Regions from separate parts of the Drosophila melanogaster genome. Here region 1 is linked to region 2. A link is a contact called in public targeted proximity ligation data. All regions are on one chromosome and are shown on one strand. The core of a region is the stretch at or near the end of the contact, and the rest is flanking DNA. Distances in the headings are between cores, read along the strand shown.

Region 1 (3,657 bases), core at 590-3,089, 400 kb after region 2:
TAGGGCACACATGCGCGATTGTTTGCTCTGACTCCCACCATCCGACAATGGCGGAGACCATTGTCGATCCCCTGGGGAAACCGAGCCTTGTACTCATTCAAATTCAGGTACACGCACTCCTTGGGGCATTTAAAATTAAACACTCCGCACACTTACAATGGAGCAAATGGAACGACTGACGACAGCATATTGCATATTGCATTTCTTTGTCACCGGGTGGCAATTGACCAAACACAAATACGATTCTCGCCACTTACCAACCACCGATGTACCTATGCCCACAGCTCCATCCTGAATGCGACTCCACAGCAGGATGCTTAGGATCCGGAGGAGAACCCTTTTAGTGCTTCATGAATATTTATGGCGACACAGCGCCTCCTTCGTTTTGTTGCTAAAAAACGAAGGATAAAAAGAGCTTCTTCAATTACAACTGACGTCCCAAAGATGTCAAGTGGGAGTGTGTGTTGCGCTGTGTGGTGTTGTGTTGTGTGTGTGTGTGTGTGTGTGCGTTGCAGCGTATCGCTTTCTATGCGGGCACATCAACAGGTTTTCATTTGTGGCCATTTGATGGGACGCCGAATAAACGATGATGGGAATATTTATGACACTCCTCTGCCGGTGCGTATAATGAATGGGCCATGGGACCCCACCCGCACCCGCACCATTGGAGCGCTGCAGAGTTCGTCCATCCAGGAGATAAGCTACGTAGTTACTAATTGATTTGGCCACTGATAAATCGCTGCCGACTCTCAACGCCGATGACAGCTACATGTGTCCGTTCCTCCGCAGCACTAATAAAAAACTTGATCGATTATGACGCTCTTTAGCGAGAAAATCAAATGTTTATAGATGATGGAATGTGCTTATTTAGAAATGAAAAAGTATTAATTATACCGTAGAAAAGGACATTCATAAGGTAATACACGAAGATTGGATGTTGGTTGCAAATTAAATTGAACAATACATATCTGTTATTAAAGTAATATTATTTCTTTTAATATTTACCTTTTATATTATCCATGCTGAAAGGGATTTTTCTCAGTGCACTTGATGGTAAGTGAATTGCAGCAGGAGCAACAGAAGCAACAGACGCCCAAACGATTGTAAATCATTTCCATTTACGTGTCTGGCCTAATTGCAGGCATCCGACGGAGACCTTTGAGCGATCCATTTGGATACGTCACCACTAATGTTTCATTTGCATGGTGACAAAGTGAATTAAATGGGTTCGCCTTAAAGGCGGAACTTTGGCCGTACAATGGGAGAATGCAGCGAAGCCCCGCCCTGACCAAACGCCTTTTCCGTTCTCCTGGACGCCACATTTGTGTGGGAATCCCTCGGTGCTTCCATTGTGAAGATGATGTAGCTGGCGCTGTTGGCAGCTAATAATAATTTGTTTGCACTTTGCATATGCCATCTGGACAACAAAGGCCGGGGCAGCCAGGACATTCGCAAGACATGGGGAACACAATGTCCCGGGGTCAAGGCAAACGTGCTTCAGAACTCTTATGTCCGTGCAAGAAATCACTGCGTTGGAATAGTGGGTGTATTGGAGTACTTATTGGTTTCGAATTTCTAAGCAAGCCAAATTTCTCATAACACATGTGCATTTATTTTTCGTGTTTTATAAGTCAGGCCAAATTCCCTTGAAAAATCATTATAACAATTATTTTTCTACATATTAAGTGATGGTAATTTTGAAAGATTTCAATGTCGCACCTTAAGATGTCTTTATGTGCTTCTCAAGACTGTATATCGATAGGCTTATATGTTAATTGCTTGTCATTTCAATAATTATCGCGTCACTTCAATAAGAAAATTGGTTAGTTGCGTTTCATTCTCGTCGAAGTTCACCAGTTCCAATTTAAATACAAAATCATTTGTCAGTCCGGTATTGTAGTGAATAATTTGCGATTGCACTTAATGTTTAACCAATAGCCTAAAGCATCAGATCAATATTGATACAATTCCCAGAGTTTTTTTCCGACTTTTTGCTGCTTCAGTCCGGTTGCACATTGCCATCCTAGTGGCCGCATCGTGGTGCTTGTAGCTCCCATGTTGCTGCTTCGAATTCCTTCAAAAATTCGCTCCTGGCAGTTCAGATGTGGCAATTGATGATAAAAGTGGTTTGGCGACGGCATCTAAACTTTTGCTGCTCTGCGCGTTGTGAACAATTTCTTTTTCCGCAGTAGTCTAGGTTATGTTCTATCAGGGCCTACAAATGTGCTCGTCGCACGTGCATTCATAGGTGGTCCCAGCTTTCAAGATGGCAAATAATTTGGCAAATCTTCCAAAATGTCCTGTTCATGAATCGAATGTTGTACATATCTGAGTGGTTTCATAATTAACAAGTTAATTACATTTTAGCTGTTTCATTACTTTTATACAAAATCAATTTCATAACTGAGTATTTAATTATTTTATAGATGAACACGTGTTCAGTTTTTGTTGGTAGTCAACCAAGCAGTTAATATACATATAAAAAATCCGCGTGTTTTCGCCCGGGTAAGTTTTCGTCGCGTTTTTCGTGTTTTTAGAAAGTTTCCAGAAATTTCGATCTTCGAGAGGAATGCGAGGTCTGTTGAAAGGGACTTAAGGTAAGTTTAACAAAAGGAAGCTGGTTTCCTTTTCCTAACATAGTATCAGGACAATTTCTATATGTACAAATGCAAAGAAACGGATTTCAACTATGGAATATTTACTACGTTAGAATTTTTATTACATTGAAAAATTTGTAATATCATACGTTTATACGTATGTATGTACGTTGATCATACTTATACGATAATATAAAAAAATTAAAATAAAGTCAACCATAGGAATAAATATCGATTATATATATAGCTAAAAAAAAATTCCATTCCTTATTGCATTTACAAAGTGCATATATTTTTGTTGTATTTTTTTCAAATGTATTGTTCAATTACTTTTGCCTGCGAGATAAATTTAAGTTGGCAACAATGGCCCTAGCGAGTTCACCTTCCCCATTCAGCAATTACAGCTAGTCTCGTGGTTTAGCGAGTACATGAACCTCGAGATAGCGCTGCCACTATGTTTAAAACCATCCACTTACGGTAATCGGCGTCAGCTGTTGCAAGCTAAATAAAACTAAGTACAAGCCGGCTGAAAAACAAATCGACTTTTCGCAGGATTGTCATGAATTAGGTACTGCGGAATGGATCTAATATTTTCTCAGGATGTGCACGATGCAGAAAAGTTCCTGGATTGTGCGGAGAAACTGGAGTACGATGAGTTCTCGGCGGTAAGGACACGCTTTGGACATATATCCTGAACTCCCTGTTTTAATGGCTTAAATCTTGATCTACAGAAAATGTTTGTATTCTGCAATGCGCACAGCGATGTGGATGTGTTTGAGCTAATGGGCAATGACCGGTTGTCGCAGTTAATCTACGGATGGGAGGTGTGCCATCTGCCCACCAGGGATTCCGAGTCCTTAAAGGACCCAGCGCTGCGTCACATGGTGCGGGTTTTAGCGCACCACTCGCTGCTGATTTGGTTTAGCCAGGAGTGGAAGACCTGCTCCGAAGGCCTTAAGCAACTATTGCTCTACAGCCTCACCAAAGCGGTGCCGTCGTTCTACCAGATTGGTGAACTGGCCAATTTCAACTGGTCGTACGTTCTGCAGTTCCAGACAAG
Region 2 (3,809 bases), core at 1,294-3,793:
GGATATATCACTAGACCCATTACTAAAATTTGTCCCTTGGAAGGAATAAAGTCTGTTGACAAAAATGAGGCTGACCAAGAGCCAAAAAGACGAACTAGAGCGACATCGGGAATGTCCAAGATCGGAATCATTATGGCAATGTTGTTGTTTGTGTTAAGTTGTCAAGTTTCTAGCGCATTACCTAAAGATATAGCACCAAGATATTCTATAGACAAAATAAATAAAACCTCAGCAATATATCTAGACCCGCTAGGAGATGTTGAGATTGTGAGTACTTCTTGGAATTTGGTTATCTATTATAAAATGGATCCATATTTTAAAATGTTAACAAAGGGTAATGCGCTTATACAAAGTATGAGGAAAGTTTGCGAAAGACTTCATAGCTTTGAAGAGCAATGTAGTCTAGTCTTAGATAATATGCAAAGTCAGTTATCGGAACTTGAAGAAAACAATAAATTGTTTATGATGCAGTCTAGATCTAGAAGCAAGCGTGCTCCTTTCGAATTTATGGGTTCCTTGTATCATATTTTATTTGGTATAATGGATGAAGATGATAGAGAGCAATTAGAAGAAAATATGAAGAATTTGTTAGATAACCAGAACAACCTTGATAAACTAATTCAAAAACAAACATCTGTGGTTGATTCAACTTCTAATCTATTAAAGAGAACAACAGAAGATGTTAACTCCAATTTTAGAAGTATGCAAATAAGAATTGAGAACATGACAGAAGTTCTTAAAGAAAATTATTATGTTTATAAGGAATCAATAAAATTCTTTATGATTACGAAACAGCTACACTCATTGATTGAAGAAGGCGAAAAAATTCAAGCAGGCATTATAAGCCTGTTGATTGATATTAATCACGGTAGGCTAAATACAAATATTCTCAGGCCAAATCAGCTTAAAAAAGAAATTGCCAAAATTCAGCAGAGTCTTTCAGAGAACCTAGTAATTCCAGGAAAACGGTCAGGTACGGAACTTAAGGAGGTGTATACACTGTTAACAGCCAGGGGTTTATTCATCGACGATAAATTGATCATTAGTGCAAAAGTGCCTCTGTTTAGCAGGCATCCATCCAAATTGTTCAGGCTTATTCCGGTGCCAATTCGAAATGAAGATCGGATAATAATGGTGCATACAACGTCCGAATATTTAATTTATAATTTTGAGATAGATTCCTATCACATAATGACGGAAGCCACATTAAATCAATGTCAGAAATGGCAACTAAATAAGAGAATATGCAAAGGAAGTTGGCCCTGGAATTCAGCGAATGATAATGCATGTGAGATTCAGCCTCTAAAGCCAGATAAAGCGGCGAACTGCATCTATAAAACAGTAGTCGACTCTAAAAGTTACTGGGTAGAGTTAGAAAAGAAAAGTAGTTGGTTGTTTAAGGTTCCTGCGAATTCAAAAGTCCGTCTGCAATGTACTGGCTCTCAAATTGAATTGTTTGATTTGCCTCAGCAAGGAGTTTTAAGCATTGCGCCATATTGTACGGCAAGAACCGACGATAAAATTCTAGTTGCCCACCATAACATTCAGTCCGAAAGTGAAGAATTATTATCAACACCTTATATAGGAGAAGTTAGTGGAGTGCCGAAGATTATTTGGGATCCGCTGAAACTATCAATATTAAATCATACTGAGGAATTTGAACGATTGAATAATGAAATTAAATTTATGAAAGAGAACCATCAAAAATTGAAAGATTTACATTTCCATCATATTTCCGGACATGCTGGATTAATTATTGCTTTAATACTAATGATAGTATTAATAATATATTTCATACGGAAATGTGCTGTGCAACAAAGAATGCAAGCAATAACCTTTGCAGGTCCGTTGCCAGTACTATAAATATCAATAGTAAATAAACAATAAAATAATATAACAAATAAAAATATACAGTCCACTAATAGAAAATGTACTTCTACATAGAAAAAGCAAAATGTTTAAAATAAGTTAATTAAGTACAAATTGTTGAATTAAAAATAATATAAACCATAATTGTAATCCAATAAAATTAAAAGCCAGAAAAACTAGGCCCATTGAAATCTTAGTTGCAAAATAAATGAACATATATCAAATAAATACAGTCCACTACTGTTATAAATGCAACTAATATACTAATGTACATCTCAGCTTTGCTGGCCCTTTGGCAGAATGTTCACACATGAACACGAATATATTTAAAGACTTACAATTTTGGGCTCCGTTCATATCTTATGTAAATGAATCGAGAGCGATAAATTATATTTAGGATTTTGTTATCTAAGGCGACATGGGTGCATTGCTCAAAAACATGTAATTTAAGTGCACACTACATGAGTCAGTCACTTGAGATCGTTCCCCGCCTCCTAAAATAGTCCCTTAGTGGGAGACCACAGATAAGGTCCTCGCCGCTCAAGATAGGCAGATGTGCCCGAGCGTGGGACCTCGATAAGGCGGGGACTATTTACGTAGGCCTCTGCGTAGGCCATTTACTTTAAGATGCGATTCTCATGTCACCTATTTAAACCGAAGATATTTCCAAATAAAATCAGTTTTCTTACAAAAACTCAACGAGTAAAGTCTTCTTATTTGGGATTTTACAATGTCTTTGACTGTATATCGGACCAAATTACCGGCTACTGTCTGGATCAATACAGCAGATATTAGTCTCTGTCTAGTGTGCGTAGCAATTAAATGGTTTAGTGCAAGTTGAATTCCAGTTTTTGTGTCAGGCCGCGACTATTGCGACTATTCCTGAGAAAAACAATGTAGGTGGCTTCAAACATTGTTGGAAATTACTAAACATATGTTTCTCGCTTTTCTTTTGAAAATTTCGTTTCAATGTTTCTTAAATAACTTGATATGATTTCACGGATATTCAAAATGGAAAAGTGTCAAGCAGAAGTCAACCCAATCGTGGTTACAAAAAAATAATAATAATAAAATAATAATAATAATAATAATATCTTGAACCTATATTATTAAATTAAAGGTATCAAATGGTTTAAGTAGATTACGGAAAAATTTTGAATTCTTTACATATTACTTACAGACTTTTTACATCGCGCCTTTCATGATCTTCCACAGTGGCGCCATCTGCAGTCGCATAGGAATAAGCTCTGTATGCTAGTGTTACCGCTCACCAAAACTGTAAAAATAATCGATATCTGGCACAAAACGATAGCGTTTCGATATGTTTGAGAGTCCAGGCCGTGCGCTAGCATTAACAGTCCCACCACTAACGCAAAAGTTTTCGGCTGTAAAAACGTAAATATTTAAACTTTAAGCAAGTTTAGTGTAAAAATAATCAAATCATGTGCGTTAATTTGCAAAAAGTCTGCGGGGCTATGGTCCATTTAGACTTAGTACTGGATTCAGCGGAAAACTCGCATTTCGCGTGCTTTTCACTTGTCCCACATTCGAGGTCCGCTTTTGCATCATGTGGAATTCCAGGAATTACCATCATCGTTTCAGCGATCAATGAGACACTGCCGCGTGTTCCCCTTTCTAAAAAGTGCATTTAGCAGGCATTTGATTGGTATTTTCCAACGTTTTTCCCCATTTAATTTCAAGGACTGTTCTTATATAATTGGAAAAGTGCAGGTGGGCGTCTCGTCGGCGGAAAAGCGCTTGCGCCGGCCGCCCCAAATGAAAAGTGAAATTTCGCAATGCAAAACAAGCGACGTCGGCGACGTCACATGTGGTTTTTTGTAAAATTAACTTGCCGCATTGATGACGCAATTGACCGAGTGCCGCGTGTGCTTTTCTCCCCGCCGCCCAATGAATCATCAATCAAAAGCAATGGCAATAGC

What was found.
Region 1: a contact with region 2 is called in a targeted proximity ligation map of the Kc167 cell line, with 2.6 times the contacts expected there. A contact is called at or near these places in 2 of 107 Hi-C or Micro-C datasets (the Kc167 cell line and wing imaginal disc) and 1 of 7 datasets of targeted methods (the Kc167 cell line).

Annotation. Positions count from the first base shown.
Region 1 is chr3L:17,349,983-17,353,639 of dm6, forward strand. It overlaps CG7692, which reads left to right and starts at 1,840. Exons shown (of 7, transcript NM_001316448.1): 1 at 1,840-2,597; 2 at 3,150-3,262; 3 at 3,329-3,657. The coding sequence starts at 3,176.
Region 2 is chr3L:16,952,279-16,956,087 of dm6, forward strand. Ogdh (Oxoglutarate dehydrogenase) reads left to right here and starts at 2,544. Exons shown (of 13, transcript NM_168704.4): 1 at 2,544-2,765; 2 at 3,050-3,264. Cpr73D (Cuticular protein 73D) reads right to left here. Exons shown (of 5, transcript NM_001316452.1): 2 at 3,048-3,254. It overlaps Obp73a (Odorant-binding protein 73a), which reads left to right. Exons shown (of 4, transcript NM_001347747.1): 4 at 2,602-2,664. The coding sequence ends at 2,664.